2 separate regions of the Xenopus laevis genome follow, and region 1 is linked to region 2. A link is a contact called in public Hi-C data. All regions are on one chromosome and are shown on one strand. The core of a region is the stretch at or near the end of the contact, and the rest is flanking DNA. Distances in the headings are between cores, read along the strand shown.

What was found. A called contact is a pair of places that touch in the nucleus more often than the background predicts.
Region 1: a Hi-C map of the XTC cell line shows a contact between it and region 2, with 2.4 times the contacts expected there. The contact joins the enhancer-like site here to the promoter of fam174c.L in region 2. A contact is called at or near these places in 2 of 4 Hi-C or Micro-C datasets (the XL177 cell line and the XTC cell line).

Annotation. Positions count from the first base shown.
Region 1 is chr1L:108,773,530-108,779,018 of Xenopus_laevis_v10.1, reverse strand. No RefSeq gene overlaps it. Among protein-coding and RNA genes, the nearest start is that of LOC108696040, 5.1 kb to the left of the region's middle. Within about 2 kb of position 1,373, at least 3 of the 7 cell types and tissues checked have an H3K27ac peak or open chromatin away from gene starts, as enhancers often do.
Region 2 is chr1L:108,704,952-108,710,733 of Xenopus_laevis_v10.1, reverse strand. It overlaps fam174c.L (protein FAM174C), which reads left to right and starts at 1,829. Exons shown (of 4, transcript XM_018269173.2): 1 at 1,829-2,080; 2 at 4,293-4,543; 3 at 5,575-5,694. The coding sequence starts at 4,293.

The sequences.
Region 1 (5,489 bases), core at 124-2,623, 69 kb before region 2:
GGTAGCTCCTATGTGGACTGGGAGTCTAAAGGAGGCTCTGTTTGGCAGTACGTCTGTTTTTATGCAGCCAAAACTTGCCTCAAAGTGCTCTTACACATGAGCGTTTTTACCTGCGCTCCCCTGCGTTCCGTTTTTCGGCGTTCAGCCGCAGGGGAGCGCAGGAATAGACGCATTTAATTATTTCAAATGGGGCTGTACTCACACAGGCGCATGTAGGCGCCGAACGCAGGTTGAGACGCAACATGCTGCATTTTTCCTGCGTTCGGCGCCTACATGCGCCTGTGTGAGTACAGCCCCATTTGAAATAATTAAATGCATCTATTCCTGCGCTCCCCTGCGGCTGAACGCCGAAAAACGGAACGCAGGGGAGCGCAGGTAAAAACGCTCATGTGTAAGAGCCCTAAGCCAAGAATGCAAAAATAAGCACAATATTTTGCTCACAAACCCTGGCTGGGGATCACTGCCTTAGATAATAGTTTGCTATCCACTGGAAAGTGACAAGTAATTTGATTATTTCAGAAACAGTGCATACTTCTTTTAGTAAATTTCATTATTTACATAATCTGAAGTTTATTCATAAAGGTTTCCCTTTAGTAAACACCAAGGGACAGATACTGATTTTACATAAAAAATTACATATACTGGAAAGTTGCTTTCAGTGGTGTAACTATAGAGCAGTGATCTCCAGTTAGTGGCTTGCTCGCCAACACTTTGGATGTTGCTCTCAGTGGCCTCAAAGCAGGGAGCCTGGGGGAGCAGGGGGCCTGTAATAGATTACAAGTTCCTGGGTCACCCACAATCAAAATTGTGGGTGTACAGTGATTTTGTGTGCATTTACATAAATCCTCTGCGATTCCTTGGGGATGAGTTATTTTTAGGGGGGTCTACCTTGGTTATGCTACTGGTTGCATTAATTGACAAACTTTTATATTCAGGTTTACTTTTATATTTAACTGTTTAGAATTCTTTTAACACTTTTGTGATGCATAAACTGCAGATAATCAGGCTCATTTACAAATACTAGGCGCATTTGCACATGGCCAGTAACTCATAGCAACCAATCAGCAATTAGGCTTTGTTCAGCCAGCTGTCGGTAGAACAATGAAAGCAAAAAAAAAAATGATTGGTTGCTCTGGAATAGTGGCCAGATGCAAATCTACCTAGTGTTTGCCTTCATATTTTCAAATGAACCACTTTCTAGCGATATATTTAATAAGGTTACAAGGCAAGGTATTGTCAAATTTAGTTATCCCATACTTCATAGGTTTACTTTTAATATTAAAGAACAGTTTGTGTTCTCAGCAACAACTGAGATTATTTTCAGATCGGGGAGGGGAATAAGGCTTATGCCCTGAGGAATCAACAACAGGGTAGGACTCGTTTGCTTTCAGCAACAACAAAGCCACCCTGCCCCCACCGCTGCATTAACTGTTTATAGCTTCGGCTGGGGGAGGATTCAGGAAACTATGCTAGAACAGCTGAAGATACTGACAAATCTTTAACTGCAAAACAGATTTCTTTTCAATTATAGTTTTTATTGGTTTTCATACAGGAGTACAGCAAAAGGTAAAACATAATTAACACACATGGATGTATGTAAATCATTTTGTCAATTACAATTATAATAAAGAACTCAAAGAAAACAGAACCGAACCAGAGCAGAAACAACTATGGTAATCCTCACATACAAAATAAGAAGAATAAAATTAATATTTGCTGTTATTACTTTTTTTACTGTTATAATATTGTCACAATTTGCTTACATTATAGTCAAGTCTTATTTAAAAAAAAAAAAGAAGGCATCTAAACACTCACAAGCAGAGCTCTGCTGCAGGTCTGGACTGAGAATCAATATAGGCCCTGACATTTCAAGTACACAGAGGCCCAATATCAGCCCACTAAACAGTGACTGTCTGTGGCAATTTACAGCAGCTCCTTTGGCATGTGCCAGAACCCACAGATTGCAACGGTAAAATGCCTTGTATGTTGTATTGCATGTTTCAATCAACATGTAAAACACATTGGGATATTGAAGGAATAGTTACACTGAAAGCGTTTTAAAGTAATTAAAATATAATATACTGTTAGCATGCGCTGGTAAAAGCTGTGTGTTTGCTTCAGAAAGAATTCTATAGTTTATATAAATAAACTACTTTGTAGCCATGGGGGCGGTTTTACCAGTGCAGACCAACAGTAAATACTATTTTAATTACTTTGATTTACTTTCAGTTTTTGGTGTTACTGTTCCTTTAAAAACAGAGAAGTTGGAGGTACTAGAAGGCACTTGAAGGGCTGTGGTTGCCTTGGGCTGGTATAAAAGCCCAAAACATAATGTACATATATGTGCCAGAAAGACCCAAGTACAGGCTACATCAGATTATCATCAGTGAAGAGTGAGGAGGGATGTGGTAACATCAGAGAGGTGCAGTCTGAAAAGTCAAATTGATTTGCTATGCTATAGAGATGATGAAGGGAATATATGATTGACAAATTAAATATGTACCTAATCAGGTACAGATGGCCAATTGTTAGCAACTTTTGAATATTTGTTGGTATCGTTTCTGAATTATTTCTCCTCTTCTTTCCATCTTTGTTCTGCGAGGCTACAATTTTATTATTATTGTTACGTTTTATTACTTATCTTTCTATTCAGGTCTCTCCTTTCTCTCAATACCACTGCCTGGTTGCTAATGTAATATTGGATCCTAGCAACCAGGTAGCTGCCAACATTCCAAACTGAAGAGATGCTGAACAAATTAAAAAAACACACATAAAAATGAAGACCAGCTGCAAATTGTCTCAGAATATCAATCTCTACATCTTGCTAAAAGTACATTAAGGTGAACAACCCCTTTAAAGGTTTGGGCAGGGCCTTCTTTACCTCTTGTATTAGTTACTGGCTGCTTTGTATGTAAATCTGTATGTCCAGTGTTCCATTTATTGTAGGGAGATGCAGAATATGTTTTCACTTTATAAATATGTGATAATAAGCATTAACAGAACCCATATCCCCAGGTTGCACTTTTTTTTTTTTTTTAATCACTGTACTTTTAGTATGGAGCACCAGAAAACAACTGCTCCCATAAGGAATAATGAGAAAGCAGTGTGCAGACATGCAGAAAGCATTTACATATTTAAACAGAAATTCAGAATGTAATAAGTGTCAGTTTTAAATGTGATGCTTTAGTTTAAGCCACTACCATCTGGTTGGTATTACATCACTTTTATACAGGAGACATTAAATCATCATACTACATGGCTACTTACAGAACATGTTTGCCTGTACAACATATCGACATACAAGTGTGCATGCATAAACTATTTAATTTGCACCAACAGAGAGTTGCATTATTTAGCAACGACTGGAAAACCAAACCCTTTCTAATAAAAACCCCTACCCTACATAGACCTGCTCTCCCCCAGCCTAGGTGGTACCTCTGGTAAATGCAATCTCATCATTTTTTTGTAGGTGCTGAACTATGTTTGGCCTGTTGGTATACCTCATGGACTGGGCTTGGGCAGCCTTACCCAGATCCTATGTCTGGTACAGGTTTGGGATCCTTTATCCGGAAACCTGTTATCCAGAAAGCTCCGAATTGCCGAAAGGCTGTCTCCCATAGACTCCATTTTATCCAAATAATCCAAATTTTCAAAAATATTTCCTTTTTCTCTGTAATAATAAAACAGTAGCTTGTACTTGATCCCAACTAAGATATAATTCATCCTCATTGGAGGCAAAATCAGCCTATTGGGTTTATTTAATATTTACTTGTTTTTCTAGTAGACTTAAGGTAAGAAGATCCAAATTACAGAAAGATCTGTTATCCAGAAAGCCCCAGGTCCCAAGCATTCTGGATAACAGGTCCCAAGCATTCTGGATAACAGGTCCCATACCTGTATTCTATTATTTTCATTAACATGTATTTATATAGCGCCATAAAGTTTATTCAATTATAAGTTGAATAAACTCACAACTAGAATGTTTTTTTCTAATTTATGAAAAAACTTGAATGTAAAGAACTCGAATCAGTGCATTCGGGGTGAAAAAACCAAATACTCTAATTTATCGAGTTTTCCCTGGAAAAAAAGCTTGAATGAATCGAGTTTTCAAGCAAAACGTACCAAAAAAACCCCAGAACATCATAAAGTCGGCAAACATCTTCAAATGGTTCAAGGGACCTCTGCCACTGACTTCTACATGCCCGCGACAGGTTTTAGCTGGAGTCTTTTCAGATTCAAGTTATTTCCAGTTTCGGGGTATAGTAAATCAGAATCTATTTTTTTTAAAAAACCTTAATAATGAGTTTTTAATGGGTTTCCGGATAACAGATCCCATACCTGTACAGGCCTGTCTAGCTGTATAGATGGCAGTCATTTGTGTTACAACTATTCAGTTTAATTTGTACTTGCTCTTATATGTGCTAATATTTAAGATTATTTTCTTCCTTCAGCAAAAAAAATGCTAAAATGTGAATTCCTGCATAATCATATATAGAATGTGTGTTTTTGTTGGTATAGGGCATAAACCAGATAAGGCTTTATTAAGGGATAATGTACCTCATAATTAAAATTATACATTTTTATACAATGTTTTTATACAGGTCATCAAAGGAAACTTCTATCCTCATATTTTGCAACAGGGGGTACTTTATTTATTATAAGACACAAGTTTCAGTGAGTCGTGTGACAGAAATGAAATCACTAAGCACCGTTTATAAGGATATCACTTACAGGATGTTCATGGCTCTTGTGTATTATAAGTAGATTTGAAACCTACTTGCCTATAGCCTTGTATCCTCATGATTTACAGAGGATGTTGAACTATCCCAGCAAGCTCTTTAATCAATGCACACAAGCTTTACAATAATTAAATCTCTGTATTGCTGATTGGAACAGCAATGTATCCCTTTTCCAAACAGATAAAAATCTGCTTTGAATAAAATAATACATGTTTGTTTCAATAAATAGATTTAATTCTTGTAAATTTGTGTGCCCTGGTAAATGCTTTAAATAAGTTAATTTATCTTATACATAAAGATGATGTCTGTATCTACCCACCTTGCTTAGGTATTTGACTGCATCTTTGTATTAAATGTTTCAAATTGCCAAAATTGCAAACTGGAGAGCTACTGAATAAAAAGCTAAACCTCAAATAATAAAACATTAAAACCAACTGCAAATTGACTCTGAATATCACTCTCTCGATTATACTAAAAGTTAATTTAAAGGTGAACAACTCCTTTAAAAAATTAGAGTAAGACAGTAAGTTCACAAAGTACTGCTGGAAAATCTTGTCAGGGGCCCCAGGTGTTTGCCTACCACAGGAAGCATATGTTTTGTTTAGCGGAACACCCACTGGGAACACCCACTGTTGTCCACAGTTTGCCATCACACAAGACAATGTCCTTGCATTTTGGCAGTAGAGGTAGGAGGCCGCCCTATGTTAATGATCATTTTGGAATCAGGGACACTTGAAGGAGGAGGTTCTT
Region 2 (5,782 bases), core at 580-3,079:
AAGCATTCTTAAAGGAGAAGGAAAGCTATGGAGGCATTATTTTGCCAATAGATTAGCTGCAATAGTGCAAGCTAAAATGCTATATTTATTCTGTAGAATGTTTTACCATATCTGAGTAAAAATCTCTAGAAGCGCTGTTTGTTTAGGATAGCAGCTGCAGTATTGGCTTGGTGTGACATCACTTCCTGCCTGAGTCTCTCCCTGGCTCAGATTATAGCAGAGAAGGGGGGGGGGAGAGGAGCAAACTGAGCATGCTCTAGCCCGGGGCAAGGAGTAAAAAGCTCTAGAAGTGCTGTTTGTTTAGGATAGCAGCTGCAGTATTAGCTTGGTGTGAAATCACTTCCTGCCTAAGTCTCTCCCTGCTCACCCTCTCCCTGGCTCAGATTATAGCAGAGAAGGGAGGGGGGGGGAGAGGAGCAAACTGAGCATGCTCTAGCCCGGGGCAAGGAGGTTTAAGCTGAAGGCAGGACGTCTGATACAGAAGCCCATGTGTACACAATAGAAGAAATGCAGCTCTTCTTTTGACAGAGGACTCAGAGCAGCACTACTTTGAGGGTTTACTGGTACCATTCTGATAAGGCTTACTTAGTTTTAACCGTTCCTTAATGTTATTTTTTATAAAAGGGATACTGTTGTGGGAAAAAAAAAATTTTCAAAATGAATCAGTTAATAGTGCTGCTCCAGCAGAATTCTGCACAGAAATCCATTTCTCAAAAGAGCAAACAGATTTTTTTATATTCAATTTTGAAATCTGACATGGGGCTAGACATATTGTCAGTTTCCCAGCTGCCCCAAGTCATGTGACTCTGATAAACTTCAATCACTCTTTACTGCTGTACTGCAAGTTGGAGTGATATCACCCCCCTCCCTTCCCCCCCCCAGCAGCCAAACAAAAGAACAATGGGAAGGTAACCAGATAACAGCTCCCTAACACAAGAAAAACAACTGCCTGGTAGATCTAAGAACAACACTAAATAGTAAAAACCCATGTCCCACTGAGACACATTCAGTTACATTGAGAAGGAAAAACAGCAGCCTGCCAGAAAGCATTTCTCTCCTAAAGTGCAGTCACAAGTCACATGACTAAGGCAGCTGGGAAATTGACAAAATGTCTAGCCCCATGTCAGATTTCAAAATTGAATATAAAAAAAATCTGTTTGCTCTTTTGAGAAATGGATTTCAGTGCAGAATTCTGCTGGAGTAGCAATATTAACTGATGCATTTTGAAAAAAAAACATGTTTTCTAATGACATGATCCCTTTAAAACGCATTACATGGGGTGTTACTGGGATATATACATCAAACATACATGTTACAAACAAATACTGACTGTTTAGGCTTGTGACACAAGGGCAGATTCGGTGAGATTTAGTCGCCTGGCGACTTATCACCTCTTCTTCAGGGCGACAATCTCCCCGAACTGCCTTTGCATGTCTTCCTGTCCGTTAAATGAAAAGTCGCATGTGCTGTGTAAAGCACACGCGGCACTTCGTTCTCCGAAGTCGCCCGAAATTTCCCCGTGAGGCAACTTCGATAAACGACTAGCCGCATGTGCTTTAGGCGACTTTTCATTATAGCGGACGGGAAGACATGCGAAGGCAGTTCGGGGAAATTGTCGCCCAGAAGAAGAGGTGATAAGTCGCCAGGCGACTAAATCTCACTGAATCTGCCCTTGTGTCACAAATTAGGGTTACAGTCTAAAGCACATTCCCTATTTTTTATGGCGGCAGAGGAGTACTTATTCTGCAGAGTACAAAGTTTGATGGGGTAGCAAGAACGGGTGAATATTTCAGTAAAGAACAATTCAGAGTCACTCTGTTACTAATAATGGTGGTTTTCTACAAACGGAGCATTTGGAGATATAGATCTAAAACATTCTTTTAAGCAAACAGCAGCTTTGAACTTCCACTTCCTCATATACCATAAACCACGCACTCTTAATTTCTTCGGCTCTTCCCTTAGTCAGCTTCCTGTGTGCGGTGACGTCGCCGTGTGGGCGGAACAAAAGCCGGAAGTGATTGGTGACACCAATTCTGGGACCAGGTGGAGTAAAGCAGTTTGGGTGCTTCTCGATTGTAAGGTGAGTTGGATAAGGCGCTGCAGTGTCTCTAAACGGGGACGGGTGTTTGTGGTCTCCCGTTGTTATTTAGCTACTGACGGCCTACTGTAAGTTAGTTCCGTTTTATCAGCTGTTATTCCTTTTCGCCTTCCGTAGATTTTAGTGGGCATCGCTGTATATACACAGTGCAATTGGCTAGAACCCAGTCTATTGGGAACAGGGAAGGCCACAGTCTAGCATACTCCCTACTTCCAGTATAAACTACCCAGTGTTATACAAAGGTAAACAGAACAGAAATAGTTTACACTTGACTAAAATCGTATTTGTAACCAAAAACTGCCTAGTGATTATAGCTGACTGGATAATATAGCTCATGTCTGTAGGCTGGATCTTATTAAAGTGCTTCATACAAAGACGTATATGGAAGGAATCTTTGAGCTGTCTGGTAGCCATAGAAATCTTATTGTGCCTTGTTCTAGATCCTTTATAAAAAGATACAGGAATATCCAGTAAATCATGTATAGGGAATATTGTACCTGTATAAGGATATTAAAAAGTTACTGAGGAGCTTCATGACCATATAAACGCACAACGCCAAAAGCACAGTGATTTTTGCAGGTCATGGAACTCAAGAGGTGACTTTTAATACCCTCATAGTTTCCAAGGGCTACATTGTTTATTCTAATACAAATTTTCAGTCATGTGACAGAAATCACATCACTGAGCACCGTTTATAACCAATGGCATCACTAAACACCGTTTTAGGGATATCATTTACAGGACATTAATGGCTCCTGTGTATTATAAGGATATTATAAGTTCAATGACCATATAGAAGCACCAAGGTAAATGCCTGGAACTCCGCGGTGACTTCTAATATCTTCATATTTTACAATGGGGGTACATAATTTATTATAATGCACGAGTTTCAGTGAAATTGACAGGAATTACATCACTAAGCACCATTTATAAGGATAATTCTATATTTATGGAATATTCAAGACCCTTGTGTATTACATCGTAATAAATCTTTGCCTAGTGATGTCACCAGGTATTACCGTATGTAATTTTTCACATGGCTCACTAAAATTTGTGTATGATAACACATAATGTCCCCCCTCCCTGTAGTAAAATATAAGAACATTAAATCGCTGTAGAGTTATCCATTACCTGGACAAGTACACTCCTTACGCCTTTATATGGTCAATTATAATATCTTTCTGTTTTACAATACGGGGTAATCCCATTTCATTAAAAAAAGTTGATCAAACTAGGACTTATTCAATATTAATTTTCGGTCTGGGGTTACTCATCACAGTTTTCTTGTCATTCAGTTCAAAGTGACCTATAGCAATGACATCAGCAGGCTCAATGCTGCAGCCAAACTTTCCTTTTTACTGCCATACATTTGAACTCCTTTTTATAAAGAGGGGTTATCTTCCTTTAAGGGCACCTGTTGGCCGAAAATATTTTCCCCCACCAAGGCCCAGGGTGTAGGCTAATAGAGCCTGCAATCCGGCTGGGGGTAATGGTAGTTCTTAAAGCATGTGCTTTGCACAACATTTCATTTTTGGTGGGGCAATTTTTTTTTTTTAGAAAACTACTATTACCCTCAACCGGAGTGCAGGCTCTATTAACCCATACTTTTGTTAGGGGAAATTATTTTTGGCCAACAGGTGCCCTTTAATCACTTCATAATGATGACTTATCTGCTGTCATGGCAGTGACAGTACAGATCTAGTGGTGCAAAATTTTAATAAATGTGTGTTAACAGCTCAAATTGATTTTTCAATAAAAACTTTTTTCATTAAAAACATTTTTGCTGGAACCCTAGCCTTTCTGCCAGTTTTATGGAGCACACAGGAAGTCAAGGCAGAGGGCCAGGCCAGAGGTAAAACTTGTGCTTTAAATAAGCCCATCTAAAATCTTCATGTTTGTGAAAATTTAAATATGTGTCTACAGAAGGTAAAGGTAAAAATATGTGTCTACAGAAGGTAAAGGTAAAAGCTACTGTCTTTCTCTTCCTAATTCATCTTTCAGTTCTTTTATTTATTGATTTATTTAATCATCTCTCCACTACCTCAATCTTGCTTCATTCTTCACAATAGGCTTGTGCTTTCTTTGACTTTTTGCCCTGCCGCCTCTCTCATCTGTTCATTCTTGGAAACCCTGAAACCTGTACACGGTAAGCTTTGGTACATTGATTTCCTATTATCTGGTTTTGTTGTTGCAGATGTGGTTCATTGCCAGTATTTTCATTTTTCTTGTGGTTGGGAGACTAGTGGATTCTTTTGGTTCAAACAGCACAACCCCATCTCACATTGCCGACTTTACCACAAAGTATAATTCACAGAACACAACCGCAAAGCTCAATGTCCAGGAGAATTTCTTTGGGGCCAACATGCAGATGGTTCAGAGGGCATTTTATGTGTTGATTGGAATCTCATTGCTTGCTGTGCTATACTTCATCATTCGCACTGTAAGGTGAGATAGTGGACAATGCTTTAAAATTATGATGCTGAAACATTTTTTCATGATGGTCATTTATACTGAAGCAGTATCCCCCTCCTAAATAAATAGATATTTAGTTAAACTAAAGATTTCTTCTAGAGAAGTGAATGGGTGCACTGTCTGTGTTGTACACTAAACCACTAAACACATTTTTCTTTTATGTCTACCAAGTGTGTTAAAAGATCTGACTATATGTTTTCCTTTGGCTCTGCTTCACCTGTATAATTTACAATGCATAGTATTAACTGCCTTAAGGTGTCTATACAACTGCCAGCCTCATACCTCCCAACTTTCCCATTTTTCAGTAATCCTACGAACAGGAGGACGGCACTCCGGTAAAAAACAGGTTTTTATTGTAGAGTACTGCAAGGGTACATAGGCCTTACGCGTTTCGGGAACACCTTCCCTTAATCATAGGCATCCTAAGAAGCGGTCCTTATCGTTTTTGAGAGATTTCCCATTTTTCACCCGCAGTCCTGGATTGTTAATGAAATGTCCCTACTTTCTCTTTGATTGGAACAGCAGAAAGAAGATCAGCTGCCACTCCTTCCTTACTATTAGAGGCAGTATACAATAAACCCATATAGCAGCCATTAGCAACATTGAGTTTCTGCTCAAAAATTTTTTAAGGCCATGGGTCTTTGTGCTTCATATTTTAATTATTGGGAAGCTCACAAAGGGGCATATCGATTTAATAGTAAATTAGACATCTTCACAGTTCACCATAAATAAATTGCACAGCTCTCAATTTACATATATAGAATTTTTAACAGTATTTATCAAACGGTAAAAGTGCAGCCAGCTTTGTTAAATATGCTCATATAAATGCTATACAATGAAAGAGTGTGTTGATATTTTTCTGGACAGCTGTGGCAAGTTTAATTTAAGACTTCTATAAGTGTGTAACAGAGATTGCTGTTATTCTGCTTATATAATTCACTACAAACTCAAAGGTTTGACCGTGTCTGATTGGACCAGTCATTTTTGCGATCTTTGTTTTTCAGACTAAAGAAGAAACCTCTGAGAAAAAAGTATGGTCTTTTATCAGACTATGATGAGAACATGGAGATGGGATCATTGGACAGTGATGAAGAGAAGATTTTTGAGGCCAGAAGTCTAAGAAGGTAATGAAACTATTAATACTTATACAACCCCTTTTTCATTTTATGTTTCATCTACATTTCTCTTGATGCCATTTCTCCTGCTTTTTAC